Linked DNA regions of Athene noctua: region 1 is linked to region 2. A link is a contact called in public Hi-C data. All regions are on one chromosome and are shown on one strand. The core of a region is the stretch at or near the end of the contact, and the rest is flanking DNA. Distances in the headings are between cores, read along the strand shown.

Region 1 (5,321 bases), core at 379-2,878, 320 kb after region 2:
CCCCGATACCCCTTCGCTCAGGAAGGGAACCGCACGCCTCAGGTGACAAGCAGGGACACGTCTCTCCCAGTATGAAATTCTGACAGCAGAAACTCGATTAAGGTGACAAGAATACACCGTAACACTTAGCTCTTACGCTGCACTTTGCTTCTTCAAAGACCTGGGCAGACATTAATTTGATTTGCTAAGTCTGTGTTTTTCTGAGGGCTACACTGTCTCCTCATCACAACAGAGTTGCGTGACCCACCTCCATATTAAATGCCCAGCCTGATTCTTACTCGCAGTTTGTTCATGGGAAACCAGTGAGTCCGTGAACCAGAAATACTCTGTTTATAGAGAGCCCTCCCTTGGAAGCAGAAAGAAACTGAAATATTACAGTCAAAACTTGTTCAACCGTATTTTGGAAGTGGCACGCAGAGTATGAGAAGCACTACGTGGGATTAACAACGCTTCGGTTTGAGACATGAGTTGCAATTAAAGCAGGGGCACACAGTAACAAAGAGCCTTCCCCTTACAACTGAACTTTCATTTCAACGTATATACATACAGCAGCCCATACGCTGACTTCCTTCAGCACTCCCGGCCCTCTACCTCTACAATATCCTCTACGAAAAAAATTGTTTTAACAAAAATAAAACTCTCCGCTCAGCCAAAAAAGCATCAGCCTGCACCCCGCTCCCTTGCACCATCTGCGCATGTTTATTCTCAGCCTTCTGAAAAAAAAAAAAAAAAAAAAAAAAGAAAAAAACCTCTAACGTTTTACTAATCTTTATGCCCCGCCACTATAAATAACAGAAATAAACCCCAACAACAGTTAAGCATCGTAGCTAATACACATCCAATCCACTCCGATTATTTCTGCTCGTCTGTCCACGAATAGATGCAGCCATCGGCTTTAGGGGAAAGCGTGCAAGTCAGACCGCATTTATTTACAGTTCACTATCAAGAAAAAGCCTTTCCCCATCTGCTTAGTCTATGAATATTTTAAAACACTTTTTCCCCCCCCCCTTTTTTTTTTTTTTTGAGGTGTGAGGGGGGGGGTGTTAGCCCAGCTCCTGCCCCACAGTTATATTTTTCTCCGTGTTTCCAGATCGCCCCGACTTCTTGCTCGGATGGATGAGCGGGGCGCGGAGCAGCACCGAAGGGTGCACACGCGAAAATACACACACAGACACAGACACGCACACGCACCCACCCGCGGAGCGACCCGCGCATCCCCGCGGGGAAGGGACAGCGCCGCCCCCCCACCCCCCCGGCCGCTCCCCGCCACCTACGTCCCCAGCGTCTCCTTGAACTCGAAGATCTTCTTGATGTCCTCCGCTTGCTTCTTCCAGGAGCCGCCACCGTCCCCGTTCTCCCGGGCCATGGCCGCGGCGCTCAGCCCCGCGCAGCCCCGCGCAGCCCCGCGGATCCCGGGCCGGGCGGCACCGAGCCGGCGTGCGGCTTTTGCTTTCTCTTCTGCCGCGGCAGCAGCAGCTGCTCTTTCTTCTTCTTCCTCCTTCTCCTCCTTCTCCCCTTCTTCTTCCTCCTCCTCCTCCTCCTCACACTTCCTGCCCGCCGCCGCTTTTATTTCCTCCGCGCTCCGGCGGGCTCCGCGAGTGTCACTTTTCCTGGGCTATTTCCTCCCAACTTTCTCTGCCCCCCCCCCCCTTCCCTCCTTTCCCCTCCTCCGCGCCCCCCCGCGGAGTCACTCGCGGGGCTGCCCTGTCCTTCCCTCCTTCCGCGCTCCGCGCAGCAGCTGCGCGCACCCTTGTCTTGGGGTCACTTTGGTCCTTGACAGACCCTCCCCGCGAAAAAGTCCCTTTTTTTCGTTGGGTTTTTTGTTTTCTAGGTTTGGGGTTTTTGGTTGGGGTTTTTTTGAGGGAGGTCACTGTCTCTTCCCCCCCCCCCTCCCCGCCCGCCCGTCAACCCCACCCGTGCGGGGCGTGCGGGGCCCCGTGGGATGCTCAGCCTCCCGGGCGCGGTGCGGTGCGGAGCGGTGCGGCCCCGCCGGCACCGCGGGCGCAGCGGCTGTGCGCGGTTGTTATGGCAATGGGAGGAGGAGGAGGAGGAGGAGGAGGAGGAGGAGGAGGAAGAGGAGGAGGAGGGAGGAGAAGGAGGCAGCCCCGCCGCTGCTCTGTTGCCTGGCGCTGCCCCTCCTGACTGAATGACTGGAGATAATTCGCATTGCACCAAAACCGCGCACGTCAAACGGGAGGGGAGGGAAAGCAAAGAGGGAGAAAAAAAAAAAAAAAAAAAAGGGAAAGCAGAGGAAAAAAAAATTAAAAAGCCACACCACACCTCCGGGCTGCCTGGCCGGGCGCTGCGCGGGGCTGCGCGGGGCTGCGCGGGGGCAGTGGTGCCCACCTTCCACACACACACACACACACGCACACAGTCCTGGGATGCCAAAACTCGCCTCTTGGGCAGGACCACCCTTACCCAGCACAGCTCTTGGCACACCCGGCCAAGCGAGGGGCACCCAAACCCCAGGGTCACCCCCTTGAGCAGCACCAAGCCCAGAGGCAGGTGGATGGGCAGCGCAGAGCCTCAGCGAGAGGCCCACGCCCCGGCACCGTGCTCATCCCACCAGCACAGCGGTCCAAGATGGGCACAGCACTGGCCTGGCACCCACACACGTGTGGCCCTGCTGAGATTATTGCTAAAACCAGTATTTTCTCAGCAACACTGAGACCTCTAGCGTTGTCGCATTGGGCATCGGCTGAGTGCTGATGTGGGGCGATGGGCAGGATTCATCAGAGACATCAGAGAAAATTATAGTCTAGACTAACGGAGATACGTTTATAGTTAGTATCTCTGGGCTTCAGTTTCAGAATGTGTAAGACACTAAAAATGTGCAATTCTTTTGGGACACACAAGTTAGGTGACTAAATCAGAGGCCTCATTGCCAGCAGGTACAGGCACACTTGTGCCTCGGGGGCAGATCCAAACCTGATCATCAAATTAAGTACCTGGAAATAAATCCTAATACAAGCAGCTAAATAACAATTACTTAAAAGCAGATGGGATTGTATGCACATAGCTGTTTAACACGCATTATGTCCCTTAACAGACTCCTTAAAATTCTACTTCTGAAGCTGATTTTTCCAGATTTCTCATAATTTCTGAGCAGAATTTATAAGGTATCAGCCTGTGAGGCTTTCCCTGGGTCTGGACTGAGTTGTGTCTCCCAGCTCAAAGGGGATGTGGTAGAGGTGGGAATTCAAAGATGCTTCAAGGTGTAAACTTGGAAAACAGGTTGGGGTGTTTGGGCAATGCTACCCTCTGCTGGGCAGAGCCACTCGGCTTTGCGTGTGACTGCTCCAGCAATTTATTACTGAACCTCTCTAATCTGATGCTTTGGTGGCTGTTCAGCCACATGGGCACCCCAAAGAGCATGGGATTTCCTATGATGGGTGCTTACGTGCTGTCATGGTGTGTACTTTGAACAGCTTTCCTTCTGCTCCTGACTTATTCCCATGCTCTCGCTACCCTCAGGATTTCCTTTACTGCATGATCCTTACTGCTCCCTGGTAGTGTCACCAGGAGTCCCCAGGCAGGCTCTCCATCCCAGAAGATGTGACTGACCTAACCAGATGCACTTGACACCCAAACCCAACTTTCCCTTCAATCCGCACTGCTGTGAAATTTCCTCTTTTTTCACGTGTAAATCACTTGGCATCAGAAATGCCATGCTGTGATTTGGGTTTGCTGAATGGGGCTACCAAACATAAGCTCCTGTCTTCAGGAGAAGACAGAGAGAGTTTGAGGCCAGAAAGGACAAGTGTGATCATCTGCCCTGACCTCCAGCACAACGGAAGCCAAAGTGCTTCATCCATCCAGAAGACAAACACCATAACTTATCTTGGAGTTATGGCATACCAAAACCATCCACCACTATTATTTATGAAGTTGCGTTGGTCCCTACAGCATCACGTTAAAATCAGACTGCACAGACAGCATCGCCCACTTCTCCATTCCCGCTTTCAGCAGGCAAAAATTGTACTTAAAATTGCTCAAATCCTCAAGTATGCAATTTCTCAGCATCAAAATTGCATAAGGTAAAGGTATATGTCAGCCTGTAAATCTAAGTTCTCTTTTCTTCATTTAACCTGCACCTTAAGCATCACATGAATGTGCCTTTTTTTTTTTTTTTGTGATAAAATAACTCACATTTCAAGTAACTGGTAATATAGAAATCTCTAGAGCCATTACAGTTTTAATGAGAAGTGTACAAGATGATCCTATTAGACAGGGACCACTGGCACAATAGACCGTAACAGCCCCTTCAGAGTCATTACAGTCTGTCATGTCAGGCTGAATTTAGGGAGTCTGTAATCTTGCTTGACTGACAAGCTCCTGCAGAGCTATTGTAGCTATTTGAAGAACAAGTATTTTTTAAAAATGAAAATCTTACGTGAAAAGTTCTCTCTGGAGTGGCTGCGTACAGCAGGGCATGCTGCAGCTATGTGCCTCTGTACGGTTGTATTCAAAGTTTAATTACATACAACTAGATTACCAGAACATTAATAGAGTTGTAAAATGAAGCACGCATAAATGCCAGAACTAAGACTGCCAATGAAACATCAATTCAGGCCTTTTCTGTAGCTGCACAGTGGCAAATCTCTCATTACCTGGGCATGCTCCGCAGCTCTGCCAAGGGTTCATTTCAGAAAAAGGCTAATGAGCAGACGTGGTTGATGTGTGTTTGAAATGGCTACACATGTGCACCCAGTCACTCTGTGCAACAAAGCCCCAAGCCCTTATATTGGAGATGGACAATTTCCAAGGTTTTTTTAAAGCCTCTTATGGAAATATCAGAAATTTAGGGGAGAAATTAAAAATCAACTTCTATATGAGATATTTGATTTCAGAATAAAGTGCTAGGATTTTTGTATTAATATTTAAAACTATATTTTTACCACTTTGGTCCTTCCAAATGATGTTGGGGTTGCTCACATATGGTCGGGCTGCGCTCGGCGACACTCACTGCTGGCCCTTAATATGGGCACTGTGCAAAATACATTATAATAAGTGTGAATAAAGGAGTCACATCTGCTTTCCAAACACTTTCATTTGCAACCTGCTTTTCTTCTGCTTAAATACTATAATATTGAATCTCTTTCCCAACATTGTTTCTGAGTCATACAATATAATCTTCCTTTTCAATTACAAATCAGCACTATTGATGTTTTCCTGCAAGAACGGCAGAAATGTGCCTGTTGCTTGGCTGCCCAGGCCCAATCCTAACAGACAAGCACCCGCGTGTCCGTGTCCACGCTTAGGGTTAAAACCCCACGTGCAAGCTGTAGTTTGCAAGGCAGCAATCTTCAACATCTGAG
Region 2 (5,164 bases), core at 1,552-4,051:
TAGCTCTGTAATAAATAGTGTCAAATCTGCTGCTGAAATCACATGCCCACACTCTCTCACTTCTTGACTTATTCCTAAACCAAGAAGTATAAGCAAGGTACTTGATATCTTGCTGCATGTGCTATTTACATGATCAACCCAAATAAACTACTGAATTGAGATTCTGACACTATTGAGACTTGGTAGGGAAAACAGACATCCTAGACTGGTAAATTACTGCATGAAAACAGATGCTATCAAATCAAATGTCTCAAATATGCCCAACAATGCTCTACTTGAACATTTGGTTAAGATTTGATTGAAAGCAGTGAAAAAATATACCAAACAAGTCACAGCAAAGTCAGTTCCCCCTGGTTGGGAAGCCATGTGTATGTAGAAAAGTCAGTGTGTAACGTCAGTCTCACTACGGAAATGCTTACAAGATTTTTAGGCAGAGTCAGTGAAAGTATTTCAGACTTGATTTTTTTAAAGCAACAAGCTCAAAGCCAGTTGTTTGAAAATCTTTTATACATTTTCCAGTAACTACCATTATGTCCTGATGTCATATTATAAACTGCCAACAAATCCTTCAGGCTATGTAAATAAATGCCGCTCTGGAGAATGATTCTGCAAGGTATGAGTTACAGCAGCTGTAAATAAGGTCCCGAAACATTATCTTATGATATAGGACCTTTTAGCAATATACCAGAGGCACTTCTAGAAACAACTTTTCTGCCAGATACCCATGAGACTCCAAGGCTGAGAACTTGGATCACATCCAAAAATGATTCAGACAGAATTTATACACTAGTGTAAAACCACCGCACACAGGATATGCGACTTTGTGCTCTGCTGCCATATAAACAATGAGGTATCTCTGTCTTTTACACAGAAAATTCCCAATCCCTTGGGTTTTGCTCTATCCATTAAAAAAAAAATATCTGACACCTAAACTCCTGGGATCCAAACTCAAATCTATCTTGCCTGAAAGACTCAAATCATTAGGCATTTTCAGGGAAAACTATCAGTTTCTCCCAGACAGACCATGCCATGGCCACCACTTCATTTTGAAGTACAGAAGGTGCTGACACATCTAACCATTCATAGTCATCGCTACATACAATGCAGAACAGCCTGCTCCAATTCCCCTCTCTGCCCGAGAAGATGCAGCTCCTTTCAGCATCCCAACCCAAACTGTTCTTGGCACTGTGCAATAATACCCACTCCTTCTGATGCAGCTATGGAAAAATGTTAGACTGCCCAAAAGTCCTAAAATACAAACCAAAAAAGCTTTTAGAGGTTGATGAGCAAAGAGAACATCATAGCAAGAGATTTTTCATCTCACCTCCTAAAATACAGTGCTATACTGCTTATATGCATAATTCTAAAGCAAATAAGTCACCCGTACATTGGGCTGTTCTCCCCTCATCTTCCACACCGATTCAATTTGATGTGTCCTGTCAAACTGGCCTCACCACTTGCAGAGTCTCTTACGCAATAAATGCTACCCAGGTATAAAATGTTATCCAGCAAGGGCAAATGAGCACAGAATTCATACTCATAGGACAAAAAAAAGGTCATAGAAGAGACTCAGGGCTTCTGCATTTCAAGACCAGTTCAGATGTACATTCACCTTTTAAGTCATTGTTCTCAGCGATTAGTTCTTTCATCTGTTGTACCATCTCTTCTGGGGTGTAGGTACTAAGGGTAGGGGCTGCCATGCTGTCTGTTCTGTTTTCCATTTTACTCCTAGGATGCTCTCCATTTTCAGTAGGACAGCTCTTCAACTTGCTGGACATCTCTGAAGCATCTGCTATGAGGTTTGCAAAGAGAAAACTCTTCAATTTCTTGCCCAACAGATGTTTATAAAGAAAACATACGCATACCTTCATCCTATTATGACAAGCAAGGCACACATCTTGTCATAACACCCTGGCACCTTCCAGTCCCTCTGACCTCGCTACACCAGAGTCTCCACATCCCATTAACCCCTCCCAGGCCGGCATGAATAAAGCAACTGATCCCCGAGACGCCTCTCGGGCTAATCAACCCTTCCTCGGCAGCGCCTTCCTCTGGGAAGGAGACAAGAAGCACCCCTGTGTCACCCCCTCTCTCCTCTCTCCCTCAGCAGCCCTGGCATGCGCAGCCCGACAGGGTTTCGGGGCGCCGGCAGCTCCCGGCCCCGAGGGGAGCGGGCTCCCACGCCCGCCCGGGCCCTGACGGGGCCTGCGGCGGCGCCGCCGCCTCCCACCGCCCCGCTCGGCCTCAGCGCGCCCCGACGCTGCGTTTCACTCCGAGAGGCCATTTCCGCTGACTTTTAACTTTCATTTTCGCTTTCTTGTCCCTTTTTTTTCCTTCTCCACCGCACACCCGGCACCCCGCCGCGGTAGCGGGGAAGGCTGAGGCCCCCGCCCCTGCCCAGGCACGGCCGCTCCGTCCCGCTGCAGCCCCGCACCCCCCGCCTCTTCCCCGGGCCGGGGCCGGCCTCCGGGAGCCGCAAACCGGCGTTTCCCCGCTTGCCCTTCTCCGGCGCGGCCCGCCCTCCCCGCAGGCCCACCCCGGATCCGCCGAGTCACCGGGCGAGCCCGCCCACGGCGACCGTGAGGGAAACCGCCCGCCGTCCCCCCGCGCCGGGCTCGCCTCAGGGGCAGCCCCCGCCGACCGCGGCCGAGCCTCTCCCCGCTCACTCCCACCTCACGGCGCGCCCATGGCGGCGGCGGCCCGGCTCAGCTGACTGGCCCGTCCCCGCCTCCTCCTTCTCCTCGGGGACTTTCCGAGCTCCGCGCTTCCCGCCCACCGCCCGGTCCGGCAGCGGGGCCAGGCCGCGGGCCTCCCTCCGCCTGCCCGGCCCAGCGCCCCCGCCCTTCCCTCACCACCCCCTCGGTTCCCGCCCTGAGGAGCCCAGCGCCTGCCAGCCCGGCGGGAACGGGCAGAATCCCCCAAGGAGAAGGAAGGTCGCTAGTGGTCAGGGGGTAAAATGGTGGGTCTCCACAGAAGAAAGAAAGACTAGAGGCTATGGTGGAGCGGGGAGCAGCCTCAAGAGGGGCGATTAGGAGAGACTTCTTACCGCATGAGGCCTAAAGGATGAGATCAGGTGGCAGGTGTGAGGTGTACGAAAGGGAATGCTTTTTGCACAGGGCCTAACGATGTTTCAGGCATTATCAAATTCATTAGGATGGGGTTTGCCACGCTATGGGGATGTAGCCCATTAACAGCTGTCAGATGACATGGTTGGATGCAATGTCTGGCCCAGGAAGTCCCTAATTGCCTGGTTCCCAGGGATGGAGGGGTTCATCCTGCACAGTCCCAGTGCTTAGTAACTGTCCTTAGCAAGATGCCAAGCTGGAAGTACCTCAGTGCCAGTTCTTAGGTAATAGGGCCAACTATGATATTGCTGTCAATGGGAAAAATGCCATTTTAACTAAAATGTCAGCTTTCCCTGTGGAAAATACTTCCATTAAACAACTGCATGGCTTGAAAATAAGCTCTTTCGCTTTGAAGATGCTGTTTTGAGATCTAGGAGTTATGAACTGTCTGCTGTTTAATGAAATCGTGCCTTTCTGTGGGACTTGTTTCCCCAGCTCCCCTCCAAGTGCTGCAGCCAGACACTCCTCAGCACGAGGGAGAGGAGAGAGGTGCACAGTGGATGGTAGACACTGTCAGGGAACAATCCTTTTACAGCTGAGGAACTTAAGCGTCCAAACTGAGGGTGCAGGTTACAAATCTCCCTCAAAATAAAACCAGCAATCATTTGGGACCATGTGTGTGCAAAGAACAGATATAATAGCAGATTTATGTGTGCTGAGCCCATAAACCATGTGCTTTGTTCTTCACACTGCTAACAAATGGAATCTGGCTCCTTGTAGGTACACTGAGATCTTCTCTGCTTGAGGGAGTGTGATCTCTGAATTACTGTCATCTCCCATCACTGCATCCATGGCTGGTGTGTTAGACAGGAGTGTATGGGTGTAAGTGGGACAAGAAAGGTAGCTTCTGTGAGAACGAGGAACAGAAATACTAGCAGCTCATCATGGCTTTTTATTTGAGCTCTGAGCTAAGTTTTTGCAAGCTGCAGGACCTTACTGCACATGCAGCAAAGGTAAAAGAAGAGAAAAATCAACCAGCTTCTACTTGTCAGAGGAACTTAAAGCATTTGCTACTTTATTACACTTATGATAGCTGTTCCCACAGTAATCCCAGATCTGTTTTTAGTACTGAGAATTCATTTTTGGGAACAGATCTTATTTAGGCAGCAAATATCCAAGTTTTGGGGGAGCAGTTTAGCACTTCAGTGTGTGCTTCACTGCTGATCAGATCTACGTATCTCACAATTCAGTCTTTTTTTGAAGAGATCCATATGCAGGAACAGAACAATCCTTCCTTGCTTGCAGTTGTAAAATGGAGGAGGGTTGCTTAGAATCAGACATGATGTCTCTGATTCTAGTTGAAATGAAACATTTTGCTTTTTAAAAGCCAAAGAAAAAAATTAAAGCCCATGTAGATAGGGGAGGGCTAGAAATAACCAAAGAGGCCTAGTGAAAAATAAAAAATGAGAGAATTCAAGTTTTTTATGTAAAAGAAATAAATGCTTCTATCTAAGGAACATTAGAGTGTTTGCACAAAACTCTGTTGCTGCGCATCAGTGTTGTGGAAATGCAATGGAGAAAACAACTGTTTGGGGCCACCTATTTTGTTCAGATTTTTTTTTTCACCACATGTGATTAATTTGTTTTGTCTGTTCCGCAGGTCGTGGGTAACACGCAGGAGTGGAGTGTGTTGTCTCTGTGAAGGAAGGAGACTTCTGTCCTAACTCTCCGGTGAGTGGTCTGAGCTGCTGGGATGAGTTATGAGAAGCTCGTCTATCTATGCTGTACTCCACAGATGGTAAATATTTTGAGGCAAGAGGTTTAAAAGTGTCCAACTTTCCCCAAGCCAGTCCATAACATTTGTTTGCAAAAGTAGACATTGATCAGCCCCGGGTCTGAGGGCTTGGATTCAGTCAAGTTACTTAAGAAATTCCCTTGCAGCAGCTGTGCCATGGAAACAGTCTCTATGTACACCCTTACTCCCTAGCAAATGTGAGATAATGCAGCTTAGCTTAGTCTGAAATGACGGAGGGTTGCGCTGAATTATCTTCGCATCGCCTTGGGCTAATGGCTTGGATGTTGTTTTTGCAGTTGTCCAA

The links. A called contact is a pair of places that touch in the nucleus more often than the background predicts.
Region 1: a contact with region 2 is called in a Hi-C map of heart, with 7 times the contacts expected there. The contact joins the promoter of CAMK1D here to the promoter of OPTN in region 2. A contact is called at or near these places in 2 of 2 Hi-C or Micro-C datasets (heart and liver).

The regions. Positions count from the first base shown.
Region 1 is chr3:81,390,101-81,395,421 of bAthNoc1.hap1.1, forward strand. It overlaps CAMK1D (calcium/calmodulin dependent protein kinase ID), which reads right to left and starts at 1,629. Exons shown (of 11, transcript XM_074903490.1): 1 at 1,275-1,629. The coding sequence starts at 1,366.
Region 2 is chr3:81,070,890-81,076,053 of bAthNoc1.hap1.1, forward strand. It overlaps OPTN (optineurin), which reads right to left and starts at 2,802. Exons shown (of 14, transcript XM_074903480.1): 1 at 2,673-2,802; 2 at 1,613-1,789. The coding sequence starts at 1,778.